Linked DNA regions of Oryctolagus cuniculus: region 2 is linked to region 1. Evidence: chromatin contacts called from public Hi-C data. All regions are on one chromosome and are shown on one strand. Each heading gives the region's core, a stretch centred on a gene start, on an enhancer-like site or on the middle of the called end of the contact. The rest is flanking DNA. Distances are from core to core; before and after follow the strand shown.

Region 1 (2,728 bases), core at 183-2,682:
CAGAGAACAGGCTGTAGGGATGATAGTCTGGAGAGAGGAGAGCTGGCTTTTCTTGAGGAGAAAAAGGAGAAGAAAAGAAAGAAGAGAAGAAGAAATAGCTCGGGAGGTCAAGGTTCCATTTTGCCTCATTCTCCCCTTGCTGCACTGCTTGGATGTTCTGAAGACCTAACCTGTATTGCTTCTACTGTATTTGTTTGTTTGATTGTTTACCATAGGTTGTTTATAACCTCTTTGCAAGCAGAGAAATACTCACAGCCCTTCCCAGCTGTTCATTTGGCTCAGCTAACAGAGCTTCTCTAAAAGTCATGGTTAAAATTTTTGTTCCCCCGAAGAGCCACTGAGCTTGTCTTCCTAGGCGAGTTCTGGATTATAGCTATTGGGGGACGGTCCTGCCACACAGCTACAAGAAGATGATGTTGATCATTGCTGCTGTCTATGCTGTCATGGCAAAAGTTCAAGAGCTCCATCACTCTCCAACCCAACCCCAGAGAGCTTTGGACTCACACCCCTGAATTAGCCCTTACCCGGCACTCCCAGAGGACAGTGAGCAAAGCGGAGCAGTCAACAGCAGAGCAGGGACCACCACATCCGAGGTGGGTGTTTGTTTCCTGGGGATGGGGATGAGGTCCTTAGCCAAACTGCCAGCCTACCATCATCACCTAACTTGTTTCTTATACAACTAGAGTTTCTTCTCTCCCATAAAATGAAACATTAACTTTGATTTTTAAAAAAATAAAAGCTCAGAGGGGTGAAAAAGTAAACAAAACACGACTTTCAAAGGACACGAGGTTTTCAGGATCCATCCCCACCAGTGCCCTGCAGCACGGGGGATTCCTCAGGTCGCCGAGCACAGACCCTGAGATCTCAGGACCTCAAGGTCTGGCAAGAGACGTCTCCAAGGCTGTCAGAAGGCGGGAAGAATGGAGACCCCTCCAATGGCTGCACACTCACCATTCTAAATGACCTGCTTGCTTAGCATATCTGAGCCTTGGCGTGCTTACCTGTAAAATGGGAATGCTCAGGTTAGGTATCTCACAGGATTACTGAGAAGGTTTAATGACATGGGCTAAACCCCTCAGCACAATGCCTGGCATGCCGGGAGTGACCATTTCCCACTGCTTCTTGGTTTGAGTAGTAGTGCAGTCATGGGGGGCAGATGGCGCACAGCAGCCAAGACACACAATAGGAAAGAGTCCTGGGGAATTGACCAAGGAACAGCCAACCCCTGAGACCCTGCCTGTGACCTCACTGGGCAGGGGTGCAGAACACCTCTCCCAGTCATCCCAGAAAGAGCGCACAGCAGTGCCACGATGAAGGCCCGCCCCCCACGACATGGGCACCATGCCGAGCAGAGCCCGGGCCCAGAGAAGGCATCTCTGCCCAACGTTTTCATCAGGGCTCTTCCCAGCCAGCTCCTGGGGCTCACACAAAGACCCATTCACTGCGACTGGAGATCTGAAAGCCAGCAGATGAGCTGAGGGGCCCGGGAAGGGGGTGGTGAAGCAGCACAGCGCCTGGCACCGACCCCACTGGGCCCTGCCCCAGGCAAGTGGGCGTGGAGGGCGCAGGTCTGCAGCCTGGGCTGCACCCTTTGTTTTCTCTCTGATTCCTTTCTCTGATGGTGGTCCAGGGCACCAAGGACACCAGCTGCCATGGCTGGGATTGAATGACCTCCCAGAGGAGTCTGGGAACCCCCACGCCTCCTAATGCCAGCCCGGTAGGCAGGGTTTCCAGTGGATACAGGCCATTGCTAACTGGCTTGCCATTTCCAAGCTCCTCTTTCTGGGAAAAACGCCCTGCAGAGGTTCCCAGTCTGAGAAGGTAGCAGCTGCCGCACTGGAGTGAGGAGCACAGTCACCACCCATTGTTTCCCCAGGACCTAGAGGGTGGCCCCACGCCCTTCCATCTCAGTCTTCCCATCTGTACAATGGACTGGATAAAATAATCCATCAGAATTCAAAGAGTAGCTGTTAGAGAATTTGAAGGCAGGAGTTGGTTTACTTTCTTCAAGTCAGCATACAAGCCCTGGCCCCAGCCTTTCTCCATGTGGCCTCCTGGACTGCATGGTGAACTCCTTGTCTAGGACTCTGAGTAGCCTGGCCCTGGGCAGCCCCCAAATAGGTCAGATCTGGAGGGTGAAGGATGTGTCTGGTCTGCAGTGCCCTGACTGCTGGAGTGGAGAAGATGATTAAAAGACTGAACCGTGTGCCAAGTGAAGTAGGATTCCCTCCTTTACTCTCTCCCTCCGGATTCTCGCAACAAGGGGATATGCCCAACGCACAAGAGAAAACTCAGTGCCTCTTTGCCACCAACATTGTGAGACATTTCCTGTGAGACAGTAGCATTGTCCAGATGATGCAACCAACACGGAAGGCCTGAAAGAATTTCCTCTACTCGAGGATGTGTGTGTGTGTGTGTGTGTGTTTCAACTCATATAGATGCCCATCTTTCCTGGAATGCGCTGACTGCACGTGTTCCTCTGGGTGTCTGTCACCCAATGGTAAGTCCCAGTATAACCGTCACCTCCAGGCAGCCTTCCTTGAATTAGCGGCCCTTCATCATGCTCCCATAGCCCCCTGGACATACCTCTATCTGAGCAAGTAGGAAACATACTGAAATTGTCCCGTTGTCTCTGCCTTCTCCATGGTCAGGCACTGTGTTTCATTCATTCTTTAACTCCAGAATCTACCACCATGATGGCATTCTACAGGAACTTAATAAACTCAAT
Region 2 (2,700 bases), core at 147-2,646, 270 kb after region 1:
AGAGTTACTGTGGAGGGGGATGAGGCTCTCCGAAAAGCAGAAGCAAGAGCAGACTGCTTGCTCTCCTCATCTAGTGAGGCAACTCCAGGCTGGCTGGAGTTAAGTTTGAACTGGATCCAAGTCCCACTGGAGTTGTATCCAAATCATGGCGCCAAGCTATTACAGGCAACATGGTGACAAAGACGAAGACCTGGGTTCTTGTCTCACATAGGAGAAGAATTTCCATGCGGACAAGGCAGTGAGCAAAGCAAAATTTATTTAAGTCAGAAACCTCCTGCTGCAGCAGCCAGGAGGGGGCTCCAAGAGAGGAAGACCCCCATCTCACCTCTCCTTGAAATAACTGACCTGCTTGCAAACTGCTGATGTGTTTGGGGCATTGTCCCCAGAGACTTTTCATACAGCATCAACAATTTTGCCATTCTTCCACCCAACTTTCACCAGAAAGCTTGCTTCTATTGCATCAGAATTCATGCTGCTCTTTTCAAATTGATGTCTCATCCTTCTGAATGCCACAAACTAGATCCTGTTCAGACATGTTACAGCAACTTAGTGCGAGTTTATTTGGATGTGAACAATTTTGAAATCATACAGTTTTTTTCATAGTGCATGTCCTCCATGAACTTTCTGAAGACCCTTCATAAAGTTATAAACAGATCACAGCTTTTTAGAAAGTTACTCAGTTCTGCCCAGAAGTTATTCTCGACCAAAGTTGAAGTGAGTTATTATCAAAGCCACACTCCCAGAGGCTCTGTTCCCCTGCATGATGCAAAGCAAGAATTCCAGTTTAGATGAATTCTTAGAAGGTGCCCACATGTAGTTGTTTTATCATCCTTCCTCTTTGTATTTAAAGTTATTTAGGTTCAATTGTCAGCTCTAAGCCTTGGTTTCTTCAAATATCAAATTAGCAAAAATAATACATACTCACCACAAGAACAGTGTGAGAAAAAATAAGGTCTAGCACAACAGTTTCCCACTAGAAATGTCAGTTCCTTCCCTGTGGTTCTCTCTGATGCCTCCTTGGAAGCCTGGCCCTGGCACAGGCTGCCAGCGAGTGGATGGGTTCAGAGAGGGAGACTCAGTCCCCAAACTCCCACCTGACCTAGCAGCTCTGCTGTCAGAGCCCAGATGCACTAGGATGTCTTCCTCCCACCTGCAGACCTCCCCCTAGGATGGAGTCAGATGCCCCCCTGGATCTCTACGGATCCATAAGACAATCACAACCTTCTCTAACCTCAACCAGATTCAAATCAGAAAACAGCAGGAGAGAAGTCGCCTTGACCCGAAGGGGCAACCAGCCTCTCCTATGCCAGACGCAGGATAATGTGATCCAGACCACACCACCACGGCCCCGTATTTGATTACAGACTCAGCCCTCCTTGCACCAGGTCCCCCAGCCTCTCTCCTTCCTGCCTCAGGCACAGCTCTTCCTTGGCCACATCTTCCAGGTCACCAGGCCAATTCTTGACCAGGAAAGAGGCACGTCTGCACTGGGGAACTTCCAAGCTGCCAGGGGATATAGGCTTCCAGAACTCTTGGCAAAAGCAGACTTCAAAATGGGCATAACAGAGCTTTGCAAATACATCTATGATGCAACAGTGACCTCCAGTGGCCAGCATGCGTCCGGCTGAGCCTGAGCCTGAGCCTGAGCCTGAGCCTGAGCCTGAGCCTGCAGGAGGAAATCCCACTCTCAGAGCAACCCTAGCCTCCCAGGAGGTCAGCATGCAGGACACCTTTTATTTTCTCAGAGACACTTCCCAGAAAACCTCAGTGAAATAAGAAATCCAGAAAGCAAGCAAGCAAGCAAGAAAGAGGAAGGAAGGAAGGCAGGCAGGCAAAGAAACAACTCCAAAGTTATGCACACTCTACTGTGACAGACCACAGGTAGTCAGTGGCCCCCCCATGGACCCCAGGGTGAAGTCTGGGGTCCTAAGTACAGAAGGAAGGATCTTTACGGTCTAACACGCTACCTATTGTTGTCTACAACTTCTTCACTCTCGATACACAGGGCACTTTCCCCTAATCACTGAGTGGCCTGAGCTCTTTACTCTAAATGGCCTTTGGTTCCCTCTCCCTGTTAAAACCTGCTTTCTTTGTGAGGATTTCATACCAACAACTGCCACCTTGGTGCCATGTTCAGCATTACATCTCCAGCCACTGCTGAATTTTGCTTCCAAAACATAGAGCAAGTAGGGGCAGAAGTGTAAACTAGCAGTTAAGACACCAGTGAAGATGACCACGTGCCATGTTGGAATGTTCTGGTCCGGACTCCAGCTTCCTGCCAATGCAGACCTTCATGGTTCAAGTATTTGGGAAGACCCTGAGTGAGCTCCTGTCTCCCAGCTTCAGCCTGGCCCAGTTTCAGCTATGGTATGTATTAGAGGAATAAACCAATGAATACGTGGATGGGAAGCTCTGTCTATCTATAATCTATTGTCTATCTATCATATTCATATCCTTCTTTCTATCTCCGTGCCTCTCCAATAAATGATTTTTTTAAAAAACATACAGAAAATAAGAGCTGATACTAATCCATTGATTTATTCAAGAAACAATATTAGAACTTCTATCATAACACTAGCCATTGTGCTGAACATTCAGGATAACAGATGAAAGAGAAGTGGTTTCTGACTTTGTATGCTTACAGACTTTTGGGGGGGACACACAGGGAAATAGAGACCATTAAGGAGCTATATGCAAGCC

Evidence for each region. A called contact is a pair of places that touch in the nucleus more often than the background predicts.
Region 2: a contact with region 1 is called in a Hi-C map of skin fibroblasts, with 9 times the contacts expected there. The contact joins two enhancer-like sites. A contact is called at or near these places in 5 of 6 Hi-C or Micro-C datasets (ear pinna, embryonic fibroblasts, psoas muscle and 2 more).

Annotation. Positions count from the first base shown.
Region 1 is chr1:114,673,914-114,676,641 of mOryCun1.1, forward strand. The region is part of intron 4 of LOC138843476; the gene reads right to left. Among named protein-coding and RNA genes, the nearest start is that of MIR100, 67 kb to the left of the region's middle. Within about 2 kb of position 1,433, at least 1 of the 8 cell types and tissues checked has an H3K27ac peak or open chromatin away from gene starts, as enhancers often do.
Region 2 is chr1:114,947,620-114,950,319 of mOryCun1.1, forward strand. No RefSeq gene overlaps it. Among named protein-coding and RNA genes, the nearest start is that of UBASH3B, 120 kb to the right of the region's middle. Within about 2 kb of position 1,397, at least 1 of the 8 cell types and tissues checked has an H3K27ac peak or open chromatin away from gene starts, as enhancers often do.